Linked DNA regions of Mus musculus: region 1 is linked to region 2. Evidence: chromatin contacts called from public Hi-C data. All regions are on one chromosome and are shown on one strand. Each heading gives the region's core, a stretch centred on a gene start, on an enhancer-like site or on the middle of the called end of the contact. The rest is flanking DNA. Distances are from core to core; before and after follow the strand shown. Region 1 overlaps Ninj2 (ninjurin 2). Region 2 overlaps Wnt5b (wingless-type MMTV integration site family, member 5B).

Region 1 (4,632 bases), core at 1,735-4,234, 700 kb before region 2:
TTCTGTCCACCTGATGGCGCGTACTTAGCTGTACTAATAATCCCGGTCCTCTCTGGCTGGAGACGCTCTGCTGCAGCTGCTTCACCAGTGGTGCATTGAATGCTGGGCATTAATTAAGCTCAGTCTGTGAAGGGGGATGGTGAGGGTCAGGGCACCATCTTTCTGCTGTGAGAAATGGCTGGTGGGTATGCAGCAGGGCCACTTTGCAGAGCGTGACCACTATGCTGTGAATCAAGAGGGCCGCATCTGGAGTTGCAGGACCCACGTGGTGGGCTCTGAGTGCCAGGAGCAGAGCTTGGCACATCCAAGGTGGGGCCCTCTGGGAACCCACCGGGCCTTTCTTTGAAGCTATCCGAAGGGCAGGGCCGTCTGTTTCTGGGCTGCAGCTTTTTCTCCTGCCTGCTCAGGCCCTCTGCCCTTTAGAAAAGGTGCACAGGAAGCAGGCTAAGGCTGCAGCAGAACAGCTGGAGCGCCGGGCTTCTCTCTGAAACCAGAAACTTTGGGCCCTGTGCTCGAAGGCCAGAGCCGGTGGCTGCAGCCCTCCTGTTCTGTCCTAAGGACTAGAATCCCCCTGGGCCTCCCCACCCTGCTTGCCTCCTCCCTCCCAGGTCTAGTGCCTTGTGTCTGACATCTGTTACCTCCTTACCATCTGCCTTAAGAGAGAGGAAAGTGCCGTGGGTGGGGAGAGGGAGGAGGGCATTAAAGTCAGCATCTTAGAAAACAAGCGGCTGTTTCCTTCTTGCCCAATCAAGGTAGGAAAGGGTTGGGTGGAAGAGCCAGGGGTGTTCCTAAGCCATTCATGTCCCTCAGCTGTCTGCTCAAGGACACGCTAAGGACCATCCATCCCCTCCCTTCTGACTTGACTCCTGGTTCAGTGCTTGCCAGCAGAAGGGACATTTTCTGTGCTGTGCTTGGGAAGGGCACAGCAGTGTCCCGAGTCTATTAGTCTCAGCAGCCCAGGTTGTGGTCTCAACTAGAAAGTCCCCCACCCCCGTCCTAGTGAGGAAGACAAGCTAGAACCGTGCAGCTGTAATCCCAGCACTTGGGATGCTAACACAGAAACGTCAGGAGAGCATGTCAGCCTAGGCTAATAGATAAACATAAGAAAATCTTTTCTGTGTGAGTTGAAGATGCCCTACTAAGGCTTCGCAAGTGTGAGTTGGCCTCCCTAGTTATGTTTGACCTAGGCAAAAATTTTTCAAGAATTTATGTATATGGGTGTTTTGCCTGCGTGTCTGTGTGCCACCTGTGTGCCTAGTGCCCAGAGAGGCCAGAAGAGGGCATTAGATTCCCTGGAACTGGCGTTACAGGTGTTTGTAGGTCACCAGGTGGGTGCTGGGATTTGAACCCAGAACTTCTGGCAGAGCAGCCGGTGCTCTTAACTACTCGGCTGTCTCTCTACTTCTCCCCCCACCTCCCCTTTTTTCTTAAATGCTTTTAGCCATGTTTAGTGGTGCATGCCTTTCATCTCAGCACTCCAGAGGCAGAGGCAGGTGAAACTGTGGGTTTGGGGTTTGAATCTAGCTTGGTCTACATAGTGAGTTCCAGGCCAACCAGAATTACATGGTGTGACCCTGTCTCAAAAAAAGAAAAAGAAAAATGTAATCATTTAGAATGTATGTGGTGTATGTATGCCACAGTGCAGGGTGGTGTCAGAGGGCAGCTTTCAGTGATCCGTTCTCCTCCCTTCACATCATATGGGGTTCCTCCGGCTTGGCAGCAAGGGCTTTTGCTCACTAACCTTCCCACCAGTGAAAATCTGTATTTTTGTTGTTGTTAAGATGTATGTGTTTCAGAGCTGGAGAGATGGCTCAGTGGCTGAGATCAACAACTCTCCCAGGGAGCCCAGGCTCAATTCTCAGCACCCACCTGGTGACTCACAATTGTCTGTAACTCCAGTTCCAGGAGACCTGACACCTTCACACAGACATTCATGCAAGCAAAACACCAATGAACATAAGATGAAAATAAATTATTTTTAAAAAGATTAATGTGTTTCATGTACATTAATGCTCTGTCTGCATGTAACATATGCATGCCAGAAGAGGGCATTGGGTCCCATTATAGATGGTTGTGAACCACCATGTGGTTGCTGGGAGTTTAGCTCAGGACCTCTGGAAGAGCAGTCAGTGCTCTTAACTGCTGAGTCATCTCTCCGGCCCCAAACATTTGTATTATTAGAACACACCTAAGAGACACCAGACATCATTAGTGTGAAAAGTGGAGTATGTTTATAGTAGATTCTTTAAAAGGCTATGTGTGCATTCGTCAATCCAGAACTCAGTGACCTCTGTCACCATACAGACGACAATAAGCCTTTTTGAGGACGAAGATGATGAGGTATCCACGCACCAGCCTGATTTAGAACCCATTGGACTGAAGACAGCAAGACTAACTCGGTGAATTTTCAGATATCTTTATAGATAGATTCCATTTTGCAGAAAGGGAACATTGAGGCCTGGAGCACAGGAAAAGAAGGCAGTGCAGAGTGTGCAGGCTGTGCAGGAGCTGCCTTAACAGACCGAGTTACTGCTGCTGGAAGCAGCTCGGGCCTCCAGACCAAAGTGCAATTACGTCACCCAGGAAAGAGGCCCACTTTAATTCTGGTGCTGTGGACAAGAGGCAGGGGTTTCTTCGTAGCCCTTGAAGCTCTCCTGGAGGCTGTGGGAAATGCTAGTTATCCTGACAAGTCAGGGACAAAGGCTGAAGTGGCTCTAGACCCAGCTCCTGCAGGGAAAACAGACAAAAGGTAATGCAGGGGCGGGGCCAGATGAGGCTCCTCCTGGGCTGGATTTACACCCAGTCCGCATGCTGATGTAAGTAAAGAATGGAGTCATTCAGGCGCCCTGAAGTGCAGTTTCCAGGCTGCTCCTAGGGGGAGCATTATGGATGCTGTTGTTGGCTCATCTGCCATAGTAGGGGACCAAGCAATGCCTGACTACTGTGCTGTTAGGCAGCATCAAGTAGACACCACAGCCCCATCTTTTTCTTGCCAACAGGCCACAACAGACACTAACCACACAGGCCCTCCGTTCCATCCCAAGCTGGGGGTGGGGTCTGCCTAAAAACCAGCTGGGTGTGGCACACCTGTCATCTTTAGTTACACAGGAAGCTTAGGTCTAGCATGGGTTACAAGAAACACTGCCTGAAAGCAAACAGCAAAAGAAATGAAGGATAGTCACCCCTTCAGAGCAAAGGTCTCAGGGGCAGGTTTCACTAAGTCCCCCTCATGCTATGTGTACTGACTGTGGGAGGCTTGTCCCTATAACCCAGCCCTTATGGTGCACAGAGTGAGGAAGGCCGACTCCTGTATCCCTCATGATTTATTTGCCGTGGCAGGCCCATCCCTTCACACCAGAGCTTGTGGATGTACGGTGGGAAGCTCATGCCTGTAACACATCGCTCATGGTGCATGTCCTGTGTGAGGCCCGTGCTTTAAGCCAGCACTCTCTGAATACCCTGGTTGGAGCCTGAAACCAGCTTGCCAGCCCTCATGGTGTGTGTACTTGAGAGTTGGGGGAGGCATGCTTATAAACAAGCACCAACTGTGAAGATTCTGTTGGAGGCTGACATTTGTATACCAACAGTCAGTGTGCGTGTATAGGCTCGAACCTATAACCTAGCATTCAAGGTGCAGATACATCCATGACTCATGCATGCAATACAGCATCCATGGTACATGCATTGTGGGAGATTTACACATGTATCCCATCCCCCATGGTGTGTGTACTTTGGGAGGCCTGTCAGCTCTTCAAGGACTCCCTTGCCTATGGGACTATAGACCTTCCCCCTTGGTGTGTGTGTGGTGGTGGGAGGACGGAAAGAGAGCCCTCGTACTCTGACCTCCAGAGACCGAGAAAGTCATTGATGAGCCCTTGGATCTGAGGTCCTCTGGGCCTCTGCCTCATTCACCTGGGACCTAGGTAGTCATCAAATAGGATTGCTGGAGGTCCTGGCAGCCATGGAGGCTGCATGGTGTGCTCCGAAAGCAGTGATAAAAATGTTGATGACCACGGTTATGAAGACCAAGATGGTGGCAGCATTGTTGAGCTTATTTAAATGCCTCTGGTTCTCTACCTCATTCAGGTTCAGGATGGCTGTGGAGACAAGGAGATCAGGGTGAGTGGTGGTGGATGGTGGGTGGGTAAGGGTCAATCTAACAGGGCCAAAGCCTGGAGCTTCCCTCTCCCCACCCATGAATTTGGAGACAACCTGGCTTTGGAGACCGATCAGGAAGAAATGAAGTCACTGGACTGAAGTGTGTTTGAGTCTTCTAGCACATGAAACATCTACTGGATGATTCATAGAATGGACATTGGGATGCAAAAACGTCTACGAGGGAAGGTGTACTTCCAATACAATGGACACAAGAAATTGTCACTAGCTAGTAGGGTCAGTCATTTATCAGCTGCCGAGAAGTGCCCACCCATGGGATATGAGGAGATAGGACTGGGGGTGCCCTTAGTGTAGGATCTGTTACCTAGGCGTAGATGTGTAACCCCTCTGTTAGCAGGTGGCTGGGAAGTTTCACATATGATGCAGGGACCTTTCCTACCACCAGGGGGCGCCAAGGCAGAAAGCCTGACTCCAGGCTGGGCTCCTTACCGATGAACACAAGAAGGAGGCTAATGA
Region 2 (4,761 bases), core at 1,980-4,479:
TCTACCTTGCTCTCTTTATCCCAAGGACAGTGGCCAGTTAAACATGTGTTACCTGTGTGGCCTTCGTTTACCTCCAGCTGTGACTGTAAACTCTTAGTCCTGTAGACTAGGATCCTGCCCCTACAGCTTAGATATCTTTGAATATACCATGTTTTTACATGCCGTTCGCTGCTTCCAACTTAAATTGCAGAGTTTATTTTTCCCCAACCTTAGGAAAAATAGGATCTGCGTTGTGTCCATCCCAAATTGGTTTCTAGTTGTCTGGGATTATGGAAACTATTTCCAAAGTAAGGGGTTACAAAAGGTATCCAAATGCCTGCACACATTCACCTGCCGGGTAGATGAGAGGAACAGCATGCTGACCCCGAAGCCTTGTCATTCAGTTTGACCCTGTGGTGTAATCTGTGTCCTTGAAACTGACAGTCTGGGAGTGTGTTGGGTGAGGGTGACATGGCCTGTTAGCTCACACCTACATAACCTCACCACACCCACATGACACAGAGACCAGTAGGAATGGCACCGTCAGCTCACCACGTGGGTTTCTTCTTGTGTGGTCTGAGCTGAGCGTGCCGTGCTAAGAGGGTCACTGTGAAACACAAGTTAATTTTTCTCCAGGAAAAGTAAGAAACACGCCAGTGGGGTCTTACTCCTACTAATTTTGGCAGGTTTGCTCCCCGCTGAGTGTTTTTGTTTTATTATATGAAGATTTAAAAGAATGTGTTACCATAACATGGAAGAGTGAATAATTTTACCATACGAATCAAAGAAAAGACAGTGGGGGGAAGGGGTCCTGAGCTCAGTGGTTATAACATGCTCTTGTTATGGAAGACATAGGTCTATTCGAAGCATTTACATCAGGTGGCTCACAACTGCATAGAAGTCCAGCTCCAGGGATCCAATACCTCTGGCCCCTGTAGGCACCTGAACTCACATGCACACACTCATATACAACCACACTTCATCATTTTTTCTCAATCTCTCTCTCTCTCTTTCTCTCTCTCTCTCCCCTCCCCTCACATCCCCTCCCTCTTTCCCTCTCTTTCTCTCTCTTTGTAAGTTAAGATTTGTAGTTTAAAAAAAATTAGTCCAAGTGGCCCCTAAGAACTTAGCTGTAGGGGCTGGAGAGATGGCTCAGTGGTTAAGAGCACTGACTGCTCTTCCAGAGGTCCTGAGTTCAATTCCCAGCAACCACATGGTGGCTCACAACCATCTGTAATGGGATCTGATGCCCTCTTCTGGCGTGTCTAAAGACAGCAACAGTGTAATTCACACAAGAACTTAGCTGTAGACCACTGCCTGGCCACTCCAGTAAACCAGAGTGTAGTGCTGGATCTGTTCTGGTTTGGTTTTAAGCCTCTTGTGCTCAGGTTTTGGAAGTGTTCCCACTGTAAGGCAGAGATCTGTGTGGCTCCTGTGTGTTGTCAGTAGGTAAAGAGTGTGTCGTCACACTTGCATTGACTGCCTGAAGCTCTTGATTCAGTCCCGAGCATAACAGAAGAGCAAAGCAGCTTACAACATCCCAGTCATATGTATTGGGTTTTTTTTCTAACTTTATAATTATTTCCTTATAGCTAAGTATGGTGACGTATATATGTAATCCCAGAGCTGAGCACTCAGAGACAAGAGGATCATCTCAAGTTTGGGGCCGGGTTGGTTTACATAGCCAATTCCAGGTCAGTTAGGGCTACAATAGAGACCCTGCATCCAAAAAAGAGATTCCCTTGGTGGACTGAGAGATAGCTCAGTCGATAAAGTATTTGCCACACAAGCAGGCAGCTCTGAGGGTGAGTTTCCAGAACCCACTTAGAAGCAGGACAGGGTTATAACTCCAGTGCCAGTGTGTAGGGCCCCAGGCAGGGAAGAGCTATAGATCCTGGGCCAGCCATTTTGGCCAGCCAGTGAGTTCCAATTTCACTGGAAGACCCCATTAGATAACTAATATGGAAATGTTAATAAGATGCCGATGTTGACCTCTGGCCTCCCCATGCAGGATTCCCTTGGCAGGGACACAGAAATTACCAGAGTCTTTTGAGACCATGCTGAGATTTTAATAGATTTCCAGTAAGGTTTCTGCTGCAAGATGGTGCCTGATGTGTTTTCAGTCTCCGTTAAAAGTTCTGTCTCCTCATGGGAAACTCAGTAGAGTCCTATGCTCTGGGGATCCCAGATTGTCACCCACGTCCTTTGAGTCCTTCCAGAAGTCACCTCTGTGGGAACTAGCCTAATCCCATGAGCCTGGCTTTAATCACTCCATAAGGTAGATCCTTCCCGACCCAAACATCCAAAGATCACGCCACCTCTAACAGGTATCTTAGTTGCTCTCTCACATTAGGGATCACGTTTCGGTACGATTTTTTTTTTTTAGAGACAAATTAATTTCAGACCATAGCATCCCTTGTAAAGTCATCCACTATAATCAAAATACAGGACATTGCTCCACCCTAAAATCTTCCTTTTGTCCCTTTGCAATCTGATTCGGGTTTTGTTCATGCAAATAACGAGCCTGTCTAAATACAGGAATTTTGTGTTTATTTCGTATTTGTGTGTGGTATGTGTACATAGATGCACATGGGTGTGGAGGCCGGGGTTAAACAGTAGGTTCCCTTCCATGATTTCTCTCCACCTTTGTTTTTGGGCTCTTTAAGTGAAATTTTAGGGTTCCCCCTGCCTTGTCTTCGACTATCTGGGCCCAGCTTTTTTTTTTTTTTTTTTTTTTTTCCTTTTATGTGGGTCTGGGGCTCTTACACTTACATGGCAGGTATTTTACTGAGCATATCTCCAGATCCACAGGAATGTTTTAACCAAATCAAAACACTGTTTATTACATAATAGGCCTTTTGAATTCCCAAGTGAGCCTCAGTTGACTTTAGCACATAGCCCTCAGGGTACACCCCAAAGTCCTCTCACTGGGCCACCAAGCAGAGTCCTGCCTCGTTTTTGAAAGCATGCCAAGGGACCCCGACTGGCAAACATCCAGCAGAGGCTAGAAAGTAGCCTCTAAGTAAAGACTCTGCACCTGCACTACAGATTCAGTTGTAACTTGTCACCAAGAAGTCACCAGAGAACTGTGACCAAGAAGATGATAGAGCCGTGTCAGTACCTTAGCAAAACACCCTCGTGGAAATCGGGTCGAAATTAGAAAGGGTAAGATATGTCTTACGTGTGATAGCAGGGAGGGCATGAGAGGCTGAGCAGAGAGCTTGCAGCCTCTCAGCATGAAGCAAGCAGTGAGGCAGCCGAGGCATTGCTGGAAACCGGAAGTGACTGAAAGGGAACAGTCTCGCGCTTCTTTCAAAATCTAGTGCTGTGTGAATAAACTAGACCTAGTTTACTTTACATGTGACCCAACATCATAGTGTTTCTGAGAAAACATAAGGTCTGGGGACAGGGAGATCCTCAGCAGGTCAAGGCCTTTGCGGCTGAACCTGATGACTTGAATTTGATCCCTGAGCCCCACATACTGGAAGAAGAGAATTAGAACCACGGGTGTCTTCTGACCTCCTCACATATGCAGTGGTACCCACTCCTGCGCACATACAAACACACAAGATGAATGTTTTTTTTTAAAAGAAGACATAGGCTGGGCAGTGATGGCACACACCTTTAACCCAGCATTCATGGGGCAGAGGCAGGTGGATCTCCGTGAGTCTGGTCTACAGAGTGAGTTCCAGGACAGCCAGGAATACACAGAGAAACCCTGTCTCAAAAAAGAATGAAAGAAGGGAGGGAGAGAGGGAGGTAGGGAAGAAGGGAGGGAGAGAAGGAGAGAGAGAGGCAGGGAGGGAGGGAGGGACAGAGGGAGGGAGAGAGGGAGGTAGGGAAGAAGGGAGGGACAGAGGGAGGGAGAGAGGCAGGCAGGGAGGGAGGGAGGGAGGGAGGGAGGGAGGGAGGGAGGGACAGAGGGAGGGAGAGAGGGAGGTAGGGAAGAAGGGAGGGACAGAGGGAGGGAGAGAGGCAGGCAGGGAGGGAGGGAAGGAGGGAGGGAGGGAGGGAGGGAGGGAAGAAAAGGAGGGAGGGAAGAAGGGAGGGAGAGAGGCAGGGAGGAAGGGAGGAAGGGATTCTCTGACACCAGGACCAGAAGAGGATCCCGATTTGGGTTCCACTAGATCAGATACTTGTCTTATCAGAGCAGCCATCACGGCCCTGGGGGTGTGACTCAGTGGGTAACTGAATGTTGGCCCAGCACCCACATAAAGAAAAGTGGGTACACAGAGACTGAAGAAATGACCATCCAGAGACTGCCCCACCTGGGGATCCATACCATAAACAACCACCAAAACCAGACACTATTGTGGATGCCAGCAAGCGTTTGCTGACATGACCCCGATATAGCTGTCTCCTGAGAGGCTCTGCCAGTGCCTGACAAATACAGAAGTGGATGCTCACAGCCATCCATTGGATGGAGCACAGGGCCCCCAATGGAGGAGCTAGAGAAAGTACCCAAGGAGCTGAAGGGGTCTGCAACCCTATAGGTGGAACAACAATATGAACTAACCAATAACCCCAGAGCTCGTGTCTCTAGCTGCATATGTAGCAGAGAATGGCCTAGTCGGTCATCAATGGGAGGAGAGGCCCTTGGTCCTGTGAAGGTTCTATGCCCCAGTATAGGGGAATGCCAGGGCCAGGAAGAGGGAGTGGGTGGGTTGGTAAGCAGGGGGAAGGGGAAAAGGGTAGGGGGTTTTCGAAGGGGAAACTAGAAAAAGGGATAACATTTGAAATGTAAATAAAGAAAATATCTAATTTTAAAAAAGGAAAAAAAAG

What was found. Hi-C and Micro-C count contacts between places; a contact is called where the count stands out from the background.
Region 1: a Hi-C map of CD8 T cells shows a contact between it and region 2, with 5 times the contacts expected there. The contact joins two enhancer-like sites. A contact is called at or near these places in 4 of 15 datasets of contacts at CTCF or cohesin (embryonic stem cells, pro-B cells and stem cell-derived epiblast-like cells), 108 of 484 Hi-C or Micro-C datasets (the 63-12 cell line, the AML12 cell line, the AtT-20 cell line and 52 more), 21 of 115 datasets of contacts at active chromatin or transcription factors (the HPC-7 cell line, the NIH/3T3 cell line, T-cell acute lymphoblastic leukemia and 14 more) and 4 of 9 other capture datasets (embryonic stem cells, embryonic tail, liver and 1 more).

Annotation. Positions count from the first base shown.
Region 1 is chr6:120,198,108-120,202,739 of GRCm38.p6, reverse strand. Ninj2 (ninjurin 2) reads right to left here. Exons shown (of 4, transcript NM_016718.2): 2 at 4,606-4,632; 3 at 3,913-4,097; 4 at 2,402-2,727. The coding sequence ends at 3,931. It overlaps B4galnt3 (beta-1,4-N-acetyl-galactosaminyl transferase 3), which reads left to right. Exons shown (of 20, transcript NM_198884.2): 20 at 1-1,987. Among named protein-coding and RNA genes, the nearest start is that of Gm25327, 57 kb to the right of the region's middle. Within about 2 kb of position 2,984, at least 60 of the 459 cell types and tissues checked have an H3K27ac peak or open chromatin away from gene starts, as enhancers often do. A contact at or near this core is called in CD8 T cells, T-cell acute lymphoblastic leukemia, Th1 cells and 3 more, where this site is marked.
Region 2 is chr6:119,500,684-119,505,444 of GRCm38.p6, reverse strand. The region is part of intron 1 of Wnt5b (wingless-type MMTV integration site family, member 5B); the gene reads left to right. Among named protein-coding and RNA genes, the nearest start is that of Gm30690, 15 kb to the left of the region's middle. Within about 2 kb of position 3,229, at least 48 of the 459 cell types and tissues checked have an H3K27ac peak or open chromatin away from gene starts, as enhancers often do. A contact at or near this core is called in CD8 T cells, T-cell acute lymphoblastic leukemia, Th1 cells and 3 more, where this site is marked.